6 separate regions of the Mus musculus genome follow, and all the other regions are linked to region 6. A link is a contact called in public HiChIP or PLAC-seq and promoter capture Hi-C data. All regions are on one chromosome and are shown on one strand. Each heading gives the region's core, a stretch centred on a gene start, on an enhancer-like site or on the middle of the called end of the contact. The rest is flanking DNA. Distances are from core to core; before and after follow the strand shown.

Region 1 (2,700 bases), core at 134-2,633, 630 kb after region 6:
GCATGTAGTACCCACAGTGGCAAAAAGAGGACATTGGCGTCCTTAGGACTGCAGTTACAAGTGGTTGTGAGCAGCCATGTGGGTGGTGGGAGTTGATCCCAGGTTCTGGAAGAGCAACCAGCCCTCCTAACTGCTGAGCCCTCTCCCCAGCCCTGCCAGTGGATACTCCTAAATGAAAAGCCTCCACAATAGAGTGGCTTATACAGAACAGGTCTCTACAACATGAAAAGAAAATACTGTATTTATGTTAGCCATTTCTGGTATGGCCTAACAAATATGATCTTAAAAGTCAGGAACTCCCTCCAAACCTCTTTTGACATCCTGGATGCCTTCCTTGAAGTTCAGATTGCTTTATTCCTGCATTATGCCTCCATTTTACCCTGAACATAACTATGTGTTATAGTTAACAGCATTCATATTATCTTAACATTTCCGTGTGGGTCCTTCTATTTCATACATCTCTTCCTCCTCAGGCACAAGAGCTATCCTGACTAAGCCCCGGTACCTGACCAGTCTCTGGCACTCAGGAGGTAGTTAATACATAAGCAGTTTAAGGGACAGGGATGGCCGGCGTCCTAGTGAACACATCTGAGTATCCCCCACATCACCACGCCCAAATGTCTCCCCAGTGGCATTAGCAGTCCAGAAACTGCTCAGTTCCCCTGGGCTCTCTGTGAGTGACTAACTTCTGTTTCCTTAAGCTTTGTGCCTGACCCAGCCCCTCCCACAAAGATGTGGCCATAATGGTTGGATCTGGGGGGCGGGGGTGGGGCAGACCATCGGGTCTATCATGGTGATGTCCAGTCAATACGCGGGCTGTATGCTTACGATGAGATCCCATGTGGGGCCATTATGTTCGTGGTCCTCATTTCCCTACAAAAGGATAACTCGGGAACCGGATGCCATTTCCTGAGATTCAGTGTGGTGCATGATGGTTTTTTTTAAGGAGTATATGGATATCAACATTCTGTTGTATCCCAGGTTAGTGAGAGTAGGTGTCTGTGTGTGTGTCACAAGTACAGCCGAGTGTTCTTTTCTATGTAGCTACAAATATCCTTAACAAGTGTAGTACTGTTGAAAGTACTGTGAGAGTGTGTTTCCCAGTGCGCATCAGTGGGGCTATAACTGTCATGGTGTCACCGTGAGTTTATGTACTGGCGCCTGCGAGTGTCAAGATATGTGTGAGCCTGTGAGTCGTGGGTGCCGTGCGTCGCATCCTTCCTCCGTGTGGATGTGGATGTGTGTGTGTGTGTGTGTGTGTGTGTGTGTGTGTGTGTGTGCGCGTGCACGCACGTACCACTGCAATGTGTGTGTTTCTGTGATGCTGGGTGTGGGTGTGATGTGAAGGAGATGTATGTCACTGTGTCTGCGGGGGGGTCCTGCTTTGGGCCTGCCCCCAGCCCGCCCTCCTCCCTAGTACTGTGGCTCCCTCCCAGGCAGTGTCCCTGTCCCTCCCCTCTCCTTCCTCCCAGCCAGTCTGTGCAGGGGGGGGGGAGCTGGTGCTGCGGCCCCCCTCCTCCCCATCCAGGCCCCATAAATAGCAGCAGAACCGAGCCGGAGCTGGCGCCAGCGGCTGGAGCAGCGAGGAAGTCAGGGGCAGGGCGGAAGACTGCAGACTGGAGAGAGGAGACCCCCACTAAGAGCCCAGGTGAGCCCATCCTTCCTTCCTAATCCAGCCTGAGTCCTGCCTTCCCTGGCCCAGTCTCCATAACAACATCTCCTCTAGCTCTCAGAGAAGTCACCAGCCACCCCTACCTGATCCCCTCTCCACCACATGCCCCTGCCTACCTCACGGGCTCCACGTTAACTGAGACTTGTGGCTGGAAGTCACTGAGAGCCGCAGCCCAGACCCTCCCTCGCATATCTATAAAGCTTTATCATCATTTGGGAGGCTGGCTGGTAACCAGCCAGGGAACGGTCCTGGTTCTGACAGAGACACGGGACTGTCACACCCTCCTGGAGAGGGACACAGGACAGAGGGGGACAGACAGAGGGTGGGGTACTCAGGCACACCAGTGGACACTCACTCAGGAAGCATGGCATGGATCAGATAGCTTCACCCTGAGATCTGGACAGGCACAGAGAGCTGGGCTGTCCAGCCATGAACTCGGGGCCGGCATACCCCTGTCTGCTGCTGCCTGAGGCTTGGTGACTCTGCTGGGGGAGGGTGGTGCGCATGCATCCCACGGGCAGCATGGTGGGGGCCATGGCTCCCCCAAAACCCTGTCGCTAAGAGACAGTGCCTGTGTTGCCAAGAAGTGTGAGAACAGGGGAGGTGGGGAGGACTGTGGGCTTGTCAAGCACCCGAGGAGCTCACAACAGAGCCCGAGTCCTGATTCTCCCTCCCCAAGCCCACCACCTATCTCTCCTATCAGCCAACCAGACAGTGAGTAGGGGACTCTAAGACAGCAGGGCAGTTTTACACAGACCTTTCCACTGCCAACCTGTCTCCTCCTGTCCACTGCAGACTCCTTCCCTGAGGCCCACCCTCTTCAGACCTCCAGGGCATCCCCACCCTCTTCCCCACCCCCTTGCCCTAGTTTGGTTCCCTGGTGCCAAGACTGAGTGCAGCACTGGCTCATAGACCAGTCGGGAAATAGCAGAAGGTGCTGAGACAGCAGTAAGCAGAAATCAATCGATGGCCTAGGAGCCGAGGCTGCCAGGAACCCACTTCTATCCCAGTCCTCCAGTCTTTTCCAG
Region 2 (3,044 bases), core at 260-2,759, 730 kb after region 6:
ACTGAGGTTACAGGGCTGCACACACCTTTATTTTTTTGTTTTGTTCTTGGCTTTGTTTGCTTGGTTTTGAAACAGGGTCTCACTATACAGTTCTGGCTAGCCTGAAACTCACTGTGTAGACCATCATGGCCTCAGACTCACAGGATTCGTGGGACTCTGGCTTCAGAGTGCTTGGATCAAAGGCTGGTTTTTGTTGTTGTCGTTTCCCTTTCTTGCAGTACTGAGCTGAGCTCAGGGCCTTGTGTGTGTATGTGTGTACATATGTATATATGTGAATATGCATATGTGTATATATGTATATACACATATATGCCAGTCAGGCTTTCTACGACTGAGCTACATTTCCACATCTCCAGCCCAGTTTTTACTTTTTACTTTTTACTTTTTTTTTTTTTTTTTTTTTGAGACAGGATTTCATTATCTCTCCCTAACTGGTCTGTAGACCAGGCCAGTCTCAAACTCTTAAGAGATCCTCCTGTTGCTGAGATAAAAGTATTATGCCCAGCTCATGAGACCCCTGCTTCCCCAAGAGACCACCAGGGCCCCCAATTCTGATGCAAATACTTGTGAGAGTCTTTATTCAAGCTCGAGCTTGGGCTACAAACCTTCCTGATGGAACAGGAAGGAGAGTGACCCCAGCTCTAGGTGAAGGGGTTTATAAAGGAAAAAAACCTGCAAGCAGGGGTTTCTTAGCCCTGGCATTACATGAAAGGGTAAAGGAATGTTGGCCTCTCAATGCTGGGGGGCATATCGCTTCAAGGACAGCAGGCAGTAGCTTTTTCCAAGTACAGCAGCTTATAGTAGAGTTTATTCTGCTACCTCAGTCCCTTCAAGAGGTGTGCACACCACTCTTGGCCTGTTTTGTTTTTTGCTTAGAGCTAGTGTTCAAATTGTCTAGGCTGGCTTTGAACCTGCCTCCCTTCCAAGTAGCAGCTGAGATTATAGGAGTTTGTAGTTACAGCTCCCTTGGCTGTTTTCTTTCTTGTTGAATAAAAGGCCACCTCACACAGTTTCTTGCACTTAGCACAGCACAGACCCTTACTGGGCACAAAATCGGGTTGGTGAAATTTAGGAGTAAGGACAGGTCCTATGCTCAGGCAAGGTACCTTCTCTTACATCTCTGTATCATAAACAGCACCAAGGCATCTGCCCTTCACATGACCCCGGCTCCTAAAAGATACTTTGTCAGCTGTCGCCAGGGAGAGAGACTGGATTTTCTCTCCGTTTATTGGTCAGCTTTGCACCTTGGCGAAGTCCTTGTTACTACCCGAGAACGAGAGGCCATTGGCCAGAACACCTCACAATGCCTTGGTAGCGCTCAGAATTCTCGTGATTGGCTGGCGACTATTCTCCAAGAGCCTATGGCCTGGAACTGAGTTCTGCTGCCTGGCTCCAGGAGTCTTTGAGTTTCTTCTGGCGCGGCTTCTCATTGGCTGTCGGTGGTACAAAGCCTTGGAGAGTGTGCACCTGATCCCGCTGGAGGGCGACAGGACCTAGAGCAAGGTCCAGAAGCTCAACGACGACGACTACGGCGGCGGCGGCGGTGGTGGTGGTGGTGGTGGTGGTGGTGGCGGGCAGCAGAGTCGAAGAAGGCCTCTTGACCAGAAGAGGACTCAGTCTTCTTTGAAGATCTGTTCTGTGTCTCTGCCCGGGTTTTTCTTGGAGCTCCGCATCTCTGCCTGGACAGAATCCTGATGGTATGGTGCGCGTTGTGCAGACCTTTTTAGGAATGGCCAAAGGAGGGATGCTTAGCTCCTGTGTCTTTGGTTACCTCCTAATTCAGTTGTATAGTCAGTCGTTTTACTAATTGGGCTTTTTGCATCCATATCTACCACACCCCCGTCCAAATTCCTACTCTTCAATGGTGCTGGAAATCTCGTATTCTCAAGAATTCGGATTGAGATCCAAACGGGATTGGTGCAGGGAAGGTGAACCCAGGAGCAAAGATGTTCTACTATCCTAACGTGCTTCAGCGCCACACAGGCTGCTTCGCCACCATCTGGTGAGCACAGGGCTGATGGCTATGCCAGGAGCCAGGTAGTGGGATCTCCCCTTGACAAGCCGTTCCTGCCCCCACCCCTCCAGGCTGGCAGCAACCCGAGGCAGCCGTTTGGTGAAGCGTGAATACCTAAATGTGAATGTGGTAAAGACCTGGTAAGATCCAGAAAAGAGGGAGGAATCGCTGGTGTGGGGCTTCTGGTTTTTGGGTGTTGCATTGATCAGGGCTTCTTGTTCTCCCAGCGAGGAAATCCTCAATTATGTGCTGGTAAGAGTGCAACCTCCGGTGGCCGGGCTGCCCCGCCCCCGCTTCTCCCTCTATCTCTCCGCCCAGCTTCAGATTGGTGTGATAAGGGTCTACTTTCAACAGTGCCAGTACCTTGTGGGTAAGGCTAGAGACTCCAGAGGTGGGCTAGAGCTGAAGGAGCCATGACTAGGTTGTTTATTTTACCGTTTTCACCCACAGAAGACATCCAGCATATCCTGGAGCACCTACATCGTGCCCAGCTGCGGATTCGCATTGATATGGAGGAGGCTGACCTGTGAGGCCCTGGGACTGAAACCATCCATACCAAGCTGCTTGGCCTCGTGCATTGTGTGTGTGTGTGTGTGTGTGTGTGTGTGTGTGTGTGTGTGTGTGTGAGAGAGAGAGAGAGAGAGAGAGAGAGAGAGAGAGAGAGAGAGAGAGGAGAGAGAGAGAGAGAGAGAGAGAGTAGGGGTAGAGGATCGGGAAGGGGGTAGGGAGAGAGGGCACTGTATGCATGTGGAGGTCAGAGAACAGCCAATAAAGTGGGCTCTCTTCCTTATGCTAGTTCAAATTCAGGGATGAAATTAGGGACTGTGGGGTTTGGTGGCATCACCTTTACCAGCCGAGCCATCCCACTCACCCTCAGTCTCTCTCCTTTACATCCCTGTTCTCGCCCAGACCTAGCTTGCTTCTTCCCAACTGCCTGGCCATGATGGAGACGCTGGAAGATGCCCCAGAACCCTTTTTTGGGAAGATGTCTGTGGATCCTAGACTTCCCAGTCCTTTTGATATTCCTCAG
Region 3 (3,095 bases), core at 147-2,646, 520 kb before region 6:
GAATATGTGCACGCACACACACACACACACACACACACTCTCTCTCTCTCTCTCTCTCTCTCTCTCTCTCTCTCTCTCTCTCCAAAATAAAAGTCGCAAATTTCGGGGTTGGATATGGCTCAGCGGTTAAGACTATTTGCTGCACCATGGTGAATACCAGAGTTCAGATCCCAACACTTATGCAACAAACACCTCTAACTCCATCCCTCTTCTGGCCTCCGAGAATGTACACTCATACAACACACGACATCTATGAAATAAATAAGTTTTTATTCCTCCAAAGTATCTAGTAGCATATGAAGAAGTATATGTGATCAACCCCCTCCTTCCTGAGCAGTAATTTATTTTTCACATTACTTTTTTTTTTTAAGATAAGGTCTCCATTTTTAACCCTGGCTGGCCTTGAACTCACCACTTACCTGAGTCAGCTTCCTCTTCAGTGCTGGGATCACAGGCGTGCAGCACCATACCCACCTTATTTCAATTTATGCTTTAGGGAAGCTTTTAGTTTCAAAAAATACACAACAAAATCTACAAATAGATAGTAACAATCTTGAGACAACAGATCCAAGACATCAAGTTCAACTTTCATCTTTAGTTTCCTCGGTTATTTCCCGGAAACTGCCTTCCCTATAGCTTTGTCAGATTCCAGGCTACTTTCAAATTTCATTGGATCTGTAATTACAATATTACCTTGCAGTAAGAAAAAACCCACGCCAAGCACAGATGTAAAAGCTATTGTTTTCGCCTTTCTGGTTTGCCTGTTTGTGGGGTTAATTCTAGTTTGAGATTTTGTTTATTCATTATCTTCTTGTGACAGGCAGGGTCTCTCTGCAGTCCTGGCTAGCCTTAAACACAATAGGTAACCAAGATTCACCTCGAATTTTAGGCAATCCTCCTGCCTCCGCCTCCCAAATGCTGGGATTATAGATTTGAGGCACTATTCCAAGAGTAAAGGCCATTTTTAATCCAAGAATTATTTTAACCCAGGGAACAATTACAGTTTGGGAAATGGAAGGGAAAACAGGAAATATGCTATGTTTACACTGCCACTTAACAGCGCATCCTGTCTCTTAGTTTCTTTTCTTTTTTTTTTTTTTTTTTTTTTTTTTTTTTGATTTTCGAGACAGGGTTTCTCTGTATAGTCCTGGCTGTTGTCCTGGAACTCACTTTGTAGACCAAGCTGGCCTCGAACTCAGAAATCCGCCTGCCTCTGTCTCTTAGTTTCAATCTCTGCGGAATCTTGACTTTTTTAAACCACTTCAAATACCATCGCCTGTCTTCATTCTCCCTCACTACCTGATCTGTGACGTCAGGTCTGACTGCCTGCCCATTTCCAAAATGGCCTCCCCCGCAGCGTCAAAGTTCTGAGTGCGCGTGCGCGAGAGTAAGTTCCCTCTTCCCGGCAAGATGGCGAGGAATTTAGTGTGCGGTCGCTGGCAGCTTCTGCGACTCCTACGACCCCAGCGTTCGGTAAGGTTCCGTCCAAAGCGCGGGGATGCTGCCTTGTCCTTGTCACCTGAGCTGAGGTCACGAGCAGATGCTGACCTGGTCACTGCGACCTGCGAGTCATGACCTCCGGTCGCGTGAGGGCACCACCGGGTTACGTCCCGGGGTTGGTGGCCTGGTTTCTCTGTAGCTGTTTGGAAACTGCCTGCGACCCTGAGCCGTGACCTCTGGGCCCCGTCCCCGGGCTTCGGTAACAGGATGCGGGAGACCCTAACCGGAGCTGCACCCTGCACGCTCCAGTGCATGGCTTCGGGGCCTGTAGTCTGTGCGAGCAGAGTTGCAGCGCCCCACTGCTGCAACCGCAGGCTGTCTGCGGGAGAGGCGGGTCGGCTGGGACTCAAGGCCTTCCCTTCCTTTCACATGGTCAGTACCATAGCGTCGCAGTGTCCCTGAGACCGCTGGCCGCCGAGCTCCTCGCAGCCCGCCGGGGTAACGGGCGGCCACCCTGTGCTCTTCTCGCCGTCTTCACTCCTCGCTGCATCAGTACATCTGCCACCCTCTTTGCAGAAGCCCAGGTAAGAGGTTCCCGCTGAGGAAAGGAGCACGACTTCTTGGCCCCTTTCTTTTGGTTCTGTGTTGTTTTGTTTGTTTTGTTTTGCGGGAGACAGTGAATGTGTAGCAGAGTTCTCACACTCCTCCTAAGTTCCTCCTAATATTAACCTGTTTGGAGTAGAAGTAGATTCTCATCTCAGGCAACTCAGTGAGGAAATGCCTAAAAGTGCTGAGAAATTTGTAGGGCAGGCAAAATGACCCTGCTGTACAAAAGCTCTTGCTATTGCAACCCTGGTAAACCGAGTGCCAACCCTGGAACCCAAGTAAAGGTGGAGCAGGTTGTGGCACAATCCTAGTAACCCCAGCACTTGGGAGGCAGAGATGGATAGATCTCTGAATTCAAAACCAGCCTGGTCAACATAGAGCTGTGTAGTGTGACCTTGTCTCAAAAATGAAAAAAAATAAATAAATAAATAATGAAGGAAGAAGGCGCCACACAAAGTTCATCTCTGACTTCCACACATGCTGTGGCATGCATGCCTACATACATCACACACACAAGATAAAAAAAAATTAAGCCTGGCGGTTGGTGGCGCACGCCTTTAGTCCCAGCACTTGAGAGGCAGAGGCAGGTGGATTTCTGAGTTCGAGGCCAGCCTGGTCTACAAAGTGAGTTCCAGGACAGCCAGGGCTACACAGAGAAACCCTGTCTCTAAAAACAAAAAACAAAACAACAAAAAAATTAAATTTGCCTGGCATGGTGGCGCACGCCTTTAATCCCAGCATTTAGGAGGCAGAAGCAGGCAGATTTCTGAGTTCGAGGCCAGCCTGGTCTAAAAAGTGAGTTCCAGGACAGCCAGGGCTATGCAGAGAAACCCTGTCTCGAAAAACCAAAATAAATAAATAAATAAATAAATTTAACTAATTAATTAAATTTTGTATTATATTCAAGACACTACCAGAGGAGTGGTGGTAAGCCAATAAAGTGAAATGTGATTGTGAGTTTGTGTGTTTGTGATCTGTGTGATTCTTTGAATACTGTTTCTTAGAAGCCTGTGTAGGATTTTTCTCAGAGAGATTTATCATATTGTGTT
Region 4 (2,967 bases), core at 347-2,846, 680 kb after region 6:
ACACGCCTTTAATGCCGGCACTTGGGAGGCAGAGGCAGGTGGATTTCTGAGGTCGAGGCCAGCCTGGACTACAGAGTGAGTTCCAGGACAGCCAGGGATTTACAGAGAAACCCAGTCTCGAAAAACAAACAAACAAACAAAAACAAAAACCCCAGACTTCCTAGTAAGCACCATTACCTAGCAAACACCCTTACCTGCTGAAGCATCTCACTATCTCACTGGCCCAAACTTGGTTATTTTTTTTAAAAGATTTATTTATTATTATATCTAAGTACACTGTAGCTGTCTTCAGATGCACCAGAAGAGGGCGTCAGATCTCATTACAGATGGTTGTGAGCCTCCATGTGGTTGCTGGGATTTGAACTCAGGACCTTCAGCAGAGCAGTCGGTGCTCTTAACCACTGAGCCATCTCTCCAGCCCTCGGTTATTTTTATTTTATGAAGAACTGCAGCAACATTGGGTTTTTGTTGTTGTTTGGTGTGTATGTGTGTGTGTGTGTGTGTGTTCAATGTATACACTGAACCCAGTATATACAGAATGCCAAGCAAGCACTCTCCCATAGAGACATATTCCTAACCCACTAAAAAATTCATTTCAGTGGCTACCAGGTATTTTTATAACTGTACAAAACTGACCATAATTTATTTAACCAACCTCTTATTGTATATTTGGATTTCTTTTATTTCCAGTATCCCACTATTATCAGTGATTGTTAAGCAGAACATACATTTTTATGTAGGTCCAAGTTTGATTACAGATAGCAGTATCACTAGGTCACAGTTTAGGGCTATGAGGGCTGGCTAGGACTGGTTAAAAAGATAAAGCATCTCTCAGATTAGACATTCTGAAAGGGTGTACCAGTAGAAATAAGGCACTTCTAGGCACATTTGATTGGCAGACAAAATTTTCGAATGAAGTAAAAAGACAATCAGGTTGGGAAGTCTGTATTTGAAGTAATAAAAAAACGAAAAAACAGTCAGCTCTTAAGAACGAAATACTTTTAAGAGTAGACTTGAGCAGATCAAGGAGTGGAAGAAGTCTGAAATGTGGAAAAACAGCCACTGTGAAAATAACCTCAAGTAATCAGTTAAAAAATATCTACAGAACTTGTAAGAACTAGAAGAGTAATAAGGAAGGAAAAATACTAAAATTATTACAGACTTTCCAGGCCAAATAACCCAAATACCTAGGAATCCTGAAAGTTCCGTGTATGTTTGAAATACCTGTCCACATAATTAATGGAGACCAGCCAAAGAACAAAATGCTGGGCGCTTGTTTACAGTTAAGAATTTTAAGGCAGTGACAACCTGCGTGGATCGGGAGAAAATGTTGGGGTCTCCGGCCTAGAGACCAGGAAACCTGACACAGAACCTGTCACATGCTCGCCCCGGGAGCTGAGGTGTCCTCGCGATGGCCCACCTCTGGGCCAAGGCCGACATCGCCCGCCTCTCTGGCCTAGGAAACCATCCCAGACAAGGTAGGGTTGGCCTTGGACTCACCCTAGTTACTCATAAACCAACGGGAGGTGGCGAGCGACAGAAGCCTAGGGACGGTCGGCAAAGCCCAGACCCAAGGGGCGCGTGCGCACTAAGGCAACCGGAAAGGCTCCGGGGACGGCCGCGGCACTTAGGGAGCGTATGCAAAGACCAAGAAAGGAAGCCAGGGGTCGTCAGACAAGACCCCCGCTGGTAAGCGTGTACACAGCAGGGTGGAGAGGCCCAGGTCCCACCAGTGAGGACTGCTTTCGACAGGCCGCTAGCGCTACAGCCAGGGGAAAACGGTTGAACTGGGGTTGCTGGGAGCTGAGGGAATAGGAGCGATTGGGCACGCAGTAAAAAACAAACAAACAAACAAACCACTCGAGGCCAAGCGACCTTAAGGGACCACCTCGCAGACTTGATGTCTAGTTCCGCTACGTCTAATGCAGGTCGCAGCCAATTCCAGTCCGCTACGACTAAACGCCCCTCTTGGGTTGAGCAAGTTCCCCAGCCCACCTATCAATCACAGGTCTCAGCTATCCAATCAGAGGGCCGAGGGGGAGGGACTGCTTGGAGCGTCGAGTGACGTCAGCAGGCCTGGCCGCCAGAAGCGTGACGGACGAGGCTCGCGACTGAGGAGCTGTTAGCCGGCGCCGCAGCGATAGTCGCTGTAAACAGGGCCTCGCCCCTGCGGGTCCTGCGACAGCTCCTGGCTGGTGGGTGGTCTCGCGTGGGGCGGTAACCGCCAGACGCCGGGGGGAGGTGCTTCTCCATTTTCCCTCCCCCTGTTGTACACACCCCCGGCGCACCACGTGGGCGTGAAGCTAAACTGGAGGGGGTGTTAGGCTGACTTCTAACCTCATTGGCTGTTGATGCTGCCGGCCCGTGCAAGAAATTGCTCTGATTGGTCAGTAGAGGGAGGCGTGGGGGGGGTCTGAGTTCTAACGCCTCTGGTTGGTTGTGTGAGATAAGCTAGTGAAATGCGTTCTTCCGCAAGGGGTTTTGATTGGTCAGTCGGAGAGGTTATCTGGGATTCAGCCATCCCGGGCCGGGGACTTTGATAGGTGAGTTTGGTTAGGAAAATGGGAAATTCCTCTTCGTGGACTCTGATTAGTACGGTAGGGTTGCACCCTAGGTTTCATATGGCTTTCTTTGCTTCACAGGATTGAGAAAGGTTTATGTTCCCGATACCCTGGGAGCTGTCATAGCTAAAGAGAAGGAAATCTCAGTCTCCTGGAGGGGTCACCCCTCTAAAGATAGCTTCTGCCCCGTTTCTGGAAACCCTGGTATTTCTACAGCAGGCTTTGCTTTCACCAAACCCAAGTTGGAGACAGGAGCAGCCCCTGCGCAAGACATAAGGATGCTGTAACCAGAAGATGGGATCACGGAACAGCAGCAGCGCCGGATCCGGGTCCTTAGAACCCTCTGAGGGCTTGTCCCGAAGAGGGACTGGCCTGCGTCGTAGTGAGGAAGAGGAAGAAGAGGATG
Region 5 (2,710 bases), core at 196-2,695, 650 kb before region 6:
CTAGTGAGACCTCTCTCCTCCCACTGGCCAGCGAGGTCCGTGGCAAGACCCCGTCCGGCTGGATATGGTGCTGAGGGAGGAAGCATCATGTGAGAGATGCCAGTTCTGCTGCCTTCCATGAGGGCCAGTGAATCTGTAGCTGATGCGTGAAGCATCACCGCTCCCAGACTCATTAGTCATTAGCTCATCCAAAGCAAATAAATGCTTTGAGTCAGAAAGAAGATTCACATCCTAACACTGGCAACCCAACGCTCCACCTCCCCACTTGGAGAAAGGAGACTACATCCCTGTGAGATTAGAGAACCTCACGGGATCATAGAACTTCAACAGCAGACGGGAACAGGCACTTGATACTGTGCGAGACACACAGGGCATAAGTGGGTTTACTCACCCCCTAGACAGCGAGGCTGCTTCTTATCTTTATAGCCCATGCCTACTGGGCACAGCCCAGGCGCCTAATTAATTATTTACAGAATTGTACAGACAGAGGGTCCTCTAAGGTTCAAAAGACAATATGTAGCGGAACACAGTCTCAATTCAACACTTTACATCATGCAAAGCACATTCCACAATACCGGGCTGCCCACATTAGGAAAAAAAAAAATGTGTGCTCAGACTTATAAATTCAAAATTAAGTAAGTAAAATATTTCTGTCTAGTCTGACAGAAATTCTCATTTTTTTCTTTCTCACTAAAGTTCTTATTCAAGGTAAAGGACCACACATACCCAGGGGAAAAAAAAATTTTTTTTTTTTTTAATTAGCTATCGTCTTATACTGGCTAGTTCTCATGTCAGTTTGACAGTCTGGAATCATTTGGGAAAAGGGATGTCAATTGAAAAAAGTCCCCCTCAGATTGATGGGCAAGCCTGTGGGGGCATTTTCTTAGTAACTGATGAGGGAAAGCCCAACCCATTGTAGGTGGTGCCACCCTGAGCAAGCTGGCCCTGCTATAAGAAAGCAGGCTGAGCAAGGTATTGTAAGGCAGCAGGCAGCTTTCACCCCTGGTTTGAGCATCAGCTCCTGCCTTGCATTCCTGCCCCGACTTCCCCGATTCCCCGACTGATGGATTTCAGCTGTAAACTGAAACAAACCCTTTCCTCCCATGGGGCTTCCACCCCCCACCCCACCCCATGGCGTTTTATCACAGCAATGAAAACCCTAAGATAAATCTTAAGTCATGAGGCACCCAAACACTAGCCTAGACTTCCAGTCCACAACCCACCAGAACTACAACTGAGCTAGTAGCTTCCAGGTGCTGGAAACTAGCTGATGCTGGCTGGCTTGCTGACTTTCCCAAAGAAGGGAACAAATCTCTGTCACTTCCCCCAAGTATGTTCCAACAATCATAACAAGAGCGCTTTGTGGGCCAAGATCACAGACGTGATCAAAGAGCAGAGGTGCAGGCTGCCGGGAGAGGAAGCAGGAGGAACATTTGCATGCCGTGGTGACAGGAAGTGTGTAGGCAGAGGGTGCAAAGGGCTGTTTCCCACCACTGCCGAGCAAGGAACAATGTACAGTAGTTGTGGTAAATGGCTTGCAGCCCCACAGATTGAACACAGGAAATAAAAATAACCCCCCCCCCCACACACACACACAGAGGAGGTGTGAGCTGGAAGCTGCAGGAAACAGCAGGACATCCATCCCTCAGCCCATACAGTACCTGAGTCAGCAAAACCAACCCCTCCGCCCGGGGAGCCTTGTGGAAGGCCCTTCCCTAGTTGAGGAATAACCCACGGTTAGCCTCTCTGTGCGTATGGAACTGAGAGCCACAGAGCAAGCTAACTAAAGTCTACAGCAAGCCTATGGTGCATTTTCAAATTTGAACTCAAGACCCCTGAAAGTAGTTTGTACTGTTGTAAACGGTACAAACTCACAACAAGCTACGCCTGCCGCCAAGGCTAGTCCAAGGGGAAAATCACAACCCCGAGACAAAAGCAGATCTGCGCCTGGAAACTAGTACCCGGCCCAGGTGGCTCTAAGCCACTGCGAGAAATGTAAATCTTCACGCGTACTGTTGTGACGTCTTCCTTTGCTCTTAAAGTCCGATTGCTTTTCATATCTGAAATATCTGCTTATTGAATCCAAAGTAAACCTCATCCACTTCTCCGGGGAAAGCTGCAGGATGTCTGCACGAGTGTCGAGCACACTGATCGCTCAGCCATCCTAGTGAACTTCTCCTCAGTGCTAGGCCTTGGCCCACAGGACCCCTGCCAGGTTTTGTCATTATATTGAACCCAACCATTCCTAAAAGGCTTGTTAACTCACTCTGGAGTATGTCTAGCTAAGCAAAGAGCTAATAAAGAATGGAGAGGCTCAAGCTCTGTTAAGCTTCCGGGTAGTTGCAGGATACACCCAGAGCTGGAAATGCGGGCATCTCAGACTTCCGGGTGCACACCACCACCTGGCACCGTGTTAAAATGCAAAGCTTTGCTTCTGTCGCTTGGGGGTAAGGCCTGGGAGTCTCCTTTTCCAACAGCTCCAACAGTGGCCAGTACCACTAATGGCCGACTACCCACTGAATGGCAAGCCTCAATCATCCAGGATAGGGGTAGTCAGCTACACCCGAGACTGATTTGATCCAGTGTGACCCGGGCAACAGAAGCGTGAGTTCCTCAGCCTATGGCAGCGTGCAGTCCTATGGGAGGGCTTCTGGAGCACGGGTCATTTGGTAATCAGCTTCAGGGGAACACGACAGGGCTGTTCCCCATA
Region 6 (2,783 bases), core at 163-2,662:
GGGGAAGTAACAAGAAAGAACTGAAGGAAAGAAGCATAATTGGGTTGCCTCTTTCTGGCCTTAACTGGAGTTCCAGAGCTGAAGAAATGGCAACCTTCAGGAGTCCTGGGTGGGGGGAGAGGTGGGAGGATCAGCACACTGATGAGTGCCCTCCTGTGGATCTGCTGTAGTCAGAAAGCTTCTTGCCCTGGAAACTTGCTCTACAGAAAGATATTATCACATGCTGGATAGTGGTGCCTCGGGCCTTTAATCCCATAGTGTCTGAGGCAGAGGCAGGCCAATCCCTGTGAGATCGAGGCCAGCCTGCTCTATAGAAGTGAGTTCCAGGGCAGCCAGGGCTACACAGAGAAGAAACCATGTTTCAAAATACACACACACTCGGTTTTTATATATACATATTTTTACATATATATATATACATAAATGCACATATAAATAGATATATGTATATTATATATACATATATGTGTATATTATAAATATGTATATGGAATATATAAAAATATAAAAATATTTACATATACTATACTGATATACTTTATATTTATATGTATATTGATACATTTATAAATTATATATAACATATATATTTATACTTATAAACATATTTATATTGTATGTGTATATATAAAAGCACATATTTATATAAACATATGTGTATGGATAAATGTATATATAATCCATGTATATGTGAATGTAGATATTCACATGTAAATTATAGATATATGTAATCTGTAAAACAGGTATTAACCCAACATTGGTAACCTGTATTTAGAGAGGGTGTGTAAGATTAGTAAGCTTGTATCAATTTGTGCCTTTTATTGTTTGATTTTTGTTTTAAATAGTAAGAATTAACTCCTGTGGTGGGTAACAAATGAAAAGAAAATCAATCTGATTACAAAAGATGAAGATTGCTTGTGGACACTGTAAACCAAGGCCTGACACCTTGATACCTAGCTGAAACTCCAGCCAAGGAAGAGCCCACTGCATTAAAGGTCCTGAGGGGAAGTATTTTTGTGTTTAGTGTTTCTACTAGCCCCACAAGGGCAAGAGGTTGTTCCCAGCTTAATAGGAACTGCTCTGCTTTTCCTAGGCACGCAATCCAAGCTGGAAAGTTCAACAAGTGCGTGAACAGAAGAGACCTTCCGGAAATGCTGAATTTGCACTGAGCTGCTGAGGCCCGGTGTGTTTCTCTGGGGACACTGCGGGCTTCGCAGGCAGCCGGCACAGGTCACTATGGCCTCTGAACAGCCCTTCAATGGCCCTCTCTTCCTGGAGTTGTGGCTCTTCCCAGCCCTGCCTCCCAGCCCCGCCCCTCTCTCTGGACGCATCTCTGTGTCCCATCATCACCCGGCGCCGGGCCCTCCCTCCCTGCCCTCCCCTCCTCCCTCCTTCCTTCCTTCCCTTCCTCCCTTTCTCCCTCCCTCCCTCCCTCCCTCCCAGCTCCTCCACCAGGAAACAACCGGATTCCGGATCCCGGCTGCGGCCTGACCCGTGAGATTCCTTAACCTGGCTGGCGGGCGGGGTTGGAGACCAGCTAAGGGTGGGGGAATGGGAGGAGCTGGGCCTTTGGGCTGCTCTTGGGGGTACCGGGAATAGAGATGGTGTCGGCAGGAAGCCCGTGGTCCCGGGTTTCCCAAGAGGGCAGTCATTAAACACGGAATCGGTCCCACAGCTGGCAAAGCTTTGGAGGTAGGGGCCCAGTCCCAGGCGCTGCAGTTCCAGTTCTTTCCGGGCCAGACCCAGGCCTTTCCCACCTAGTTCTCTCTCCCTCCCCTTTTCAGGGCTCCACTCTAGCCGGGAGGATGAAAGGCCTCAGCTGGGGGCTCCCTGCCACCAGCACTGGGTCCTAAGAGCTGCCATCCAGGCTGGGTAAGTGTCCTCTTCCTTTCTGCCCCATTACAGCCCTTGGCTTTTCCCATCTTCCTATTCAGCCCCTGTCTCCTCCCTATCTTGTGCCTCTGCCAACATCTTCGCATCATGCTCCTGGGGAGGTCTTAAGCCCCTTCCTATAGCCAAAAAGGGGTGTGTGTGTGTGTGTGTGTGTGTGTGTGTGTGTGTGTGTGTGTGTGTGTGTGTATAGAGGTGGCATACAGCTGGTGCTGTCGTATGAAAGGAATCTGAAGTAGTCTAAAAATAAGATTTCCTGTTGCACACTTAATTTGACATGTTATACGTGGCCAGCTGCTTATGCTCTGAACCTCCCCATGACTTAAATCCGTTGCTCTTTCTTGGCCCTGCCCAGTGCCTCTGAGCATTTCACCTATCTCAGGAGCTTGATCAAATAGGAAATGTCCCTTCTTGCTCTCTGTCAATAATTTCCTTATATTTATGTCAGTCTGTCATCCTTGCCCCTTTCAGCCGCCCGGATGGCGACCCCAGCCTCAACCCCAGACACACGGGCTCTAGTGGCTGACTTTGTAGGCTATAAGCTGAGGCAGAAGGGTTATGTCTGTGGAGCTGGCCCTGGGGAAGGCCCAGCCGCCGACCCGCTGCACCAAGCCATGCGGGCTGCTGGAGACGAGTTTGAGACCCGTTTCCGCCGCACCTTCTCTGACCTGGCCGCTCAGCTACACGTGACCCCAGGCTCAGCCCAGCAACGCTTCACCCAGGTTTCCGACGAACTTTTCCAAGGGGGCCCTAACTGGGGCCGTCTTGTGGCATTCTTTGTCTTTGGGGCTGCCCTGTGTGCTGAGAGTGTCAACAAAGAAATGGAGCCTTTGGTGGGACAAGTGCAGGATTGGATGGTGGCCTACCTGGAGACACGTCTGGCTGACTGGATC

The links. Promoter capture Hi-C pulls out the DNA fragments that hold promoters and counts their contacts. HiChIP or PLAC-seq counts read pairs in DNA pulled down with a chosen protein or histone mark.
Region 1: a contact with region 6 is called in a promoter capture Hi-C map of hippocampal neurons, with 4 times the contacts expected there. The contact joins the promoter of Cpne6 here to the promoter of Bcl2l2 in region 6. A contact is called at or near these places in 7 of 39 promoter capture datasets (the C10 cell line, cranial neural crest, embryonic stem cells and 4 more), 2 of 484 Hi-C or Micro-C datasets (embryonic stem cells and neurons) and 1 of 115 datasets of contacts at active chromatin or transcription factors (bone marrow-derived macrophages).
Region 2: a promoter capture Hi-C map of liver shows a contact between it and region 6, with 2.2 times the contacts expected there. The contact joins the promoter of Rec8 here to the promoter of Bcl2l2 in region 6. A contact is called at or near these places in 8 of 39 promoter capture datasets (the 3T3-L1 cell line, cranial neural crest, embryonic stem cells and 4 more), 5 of 115 datasets of contacts at active chromatin or transcription factors (bone marrow-derived macrophages, embryonic forebrain, embryonic stem cells and 2 more) and 1 of 9 other capture datasets (embryonic stem cells).
Region 3: a contact with region 6 is called in a promoter capture Hi-C map of liver, with 2.6 times the contacts expected there. The contact joins the promoter of Oxa1l here to the promoter of Bcl2l2 in region 6. A contact is called at or near these places in 2 of 39 promoter capture datasets (liver and pre-B cells) and 2 of 484 Hi-C or Micro-C datasets (CD4 T cells and neutrophils).
Region 4: a contact with region 6 is called in a promoter capture Hi-C map of liver, with 6 times the contacts expected there. The contact joins the promoter of Dcaf11 here to the promoter of Bcl2l2 in region 6. A contact is called at or near these places in 14 of 39 promoter capture datasets (the 3T3-L1 cell line, the C10 cell line, the HPC-7 cell line and 9 more), 1 of 484 Hi-C or Micro-C datasets (rod photoreceptor), 8 of 115 datasets of contacts at active chromatin or transcription factors (bone marrow-derived macrophages, embryonic stem cells, memory CD8 T cells and 2 more) and 3 of 9 other capture datasets (adipose tissue, embryonic stem cells and macrophages).
Region 5: a contact with region 6 is called in a FOXA1 HiChIP or PLAC-seq map of pancreatic cancer cells. The contact joins the enhancer-like site here to the promoter of Bcl2l2 in region 6. A contact is called at or near these places in 2 of 39 promoter capture datasets (the 3T3-L1 cell line and pre-B cells), 3 of 484 Hi-C or Micro-C datasets (CD4 T cells, embryonic stem cells and erythroblasts), 3 of 115 datasets of contacts at active chromatin or transcription factors (double positive thymocytes, neural tube and pancreatic cancer cells) and 1 of 9 other capture datasets (liver).

Annotation. Positions count from the first base shown.
Region 1 is chr14:55,509,062-55,511,761 of GRCm38.p6, forward strand. Cpne6 (copine VI) reads left to right here and starts at 1,384. Exons shown (of 17, transcript NM_001360193.1): 1 at 1,384-1,648.
Region 2 is chr14:55,616,657-55,619,700 of GRCm38.p6, forward strand. Rec8 (REC8 meiotic recombination protein) reads left to right here and starts at 1,510. Exons shown (of 20, transcript NM_020002.3): 1 at 1,510-1,697; 2 at 1,890-2,002; 3 at 2,086-2,154; 4 at 2,242-2,384; 5 at 2,465-2,540; 6 at 2,924-3,044. The coding sequence starts at 1,947.
Region 3 is chr14:54,359,445-54,362,539 of GRCm38.p6, forward strand. It overlaps Oxa1l (oxidase assembly 1-like), which reads left to right and starts at 1,397. Exons shown (of 10, transcript NM_026936.3): 1 at 1,397-1,473; 2 at 1,878-2,024. The coding sequence starts at 1,411.
Region 4 is chr14:55,558,433-55,561,399 of GRCm38.p6, forward strand. It overlaps Dcaf11 (DDB1 and CUL4 associated factor 11), which reads left to right and starts at 1,597. Exons shown (of 15, transcript NM_133734.3): 1 at 1,597-1,689; 2 at 2,778-2,967. The coding sequence starts at 2,856.
Region 5 is chr14:54,232,021-54,234,730 of GRCm38.p6, forward strand. No RefSeq gene overlaps it. Among named protein-coding and RNA genes, the nearest start is that of Dad1, 21 kb to the right of the region's middle. Within about 2 kb of position 1,446, at least 138 of the 459 cell types and tissues checked have an H3K27ac peak or open chromatin away from gene starts, as enhancers often do. A contact at or near this core is called in double positive thymocytes, embryonic stem cells, pancreatic cancer cells and 1 more, where this site is marked.
Region 6 is chr14:54,882,013-54,884,795 of GRCm38.p6, forward strand. It overlaps Bcl2l2 (BCL2-like 2), which reads left to right and starts at 1,413. Exons shown (of 4, transcript NM_007537.1): 1 at 1,413-1,494; 2 at 1,785-1,872; 3 at 2,362-2,783. The coding sequence starts at 2,370.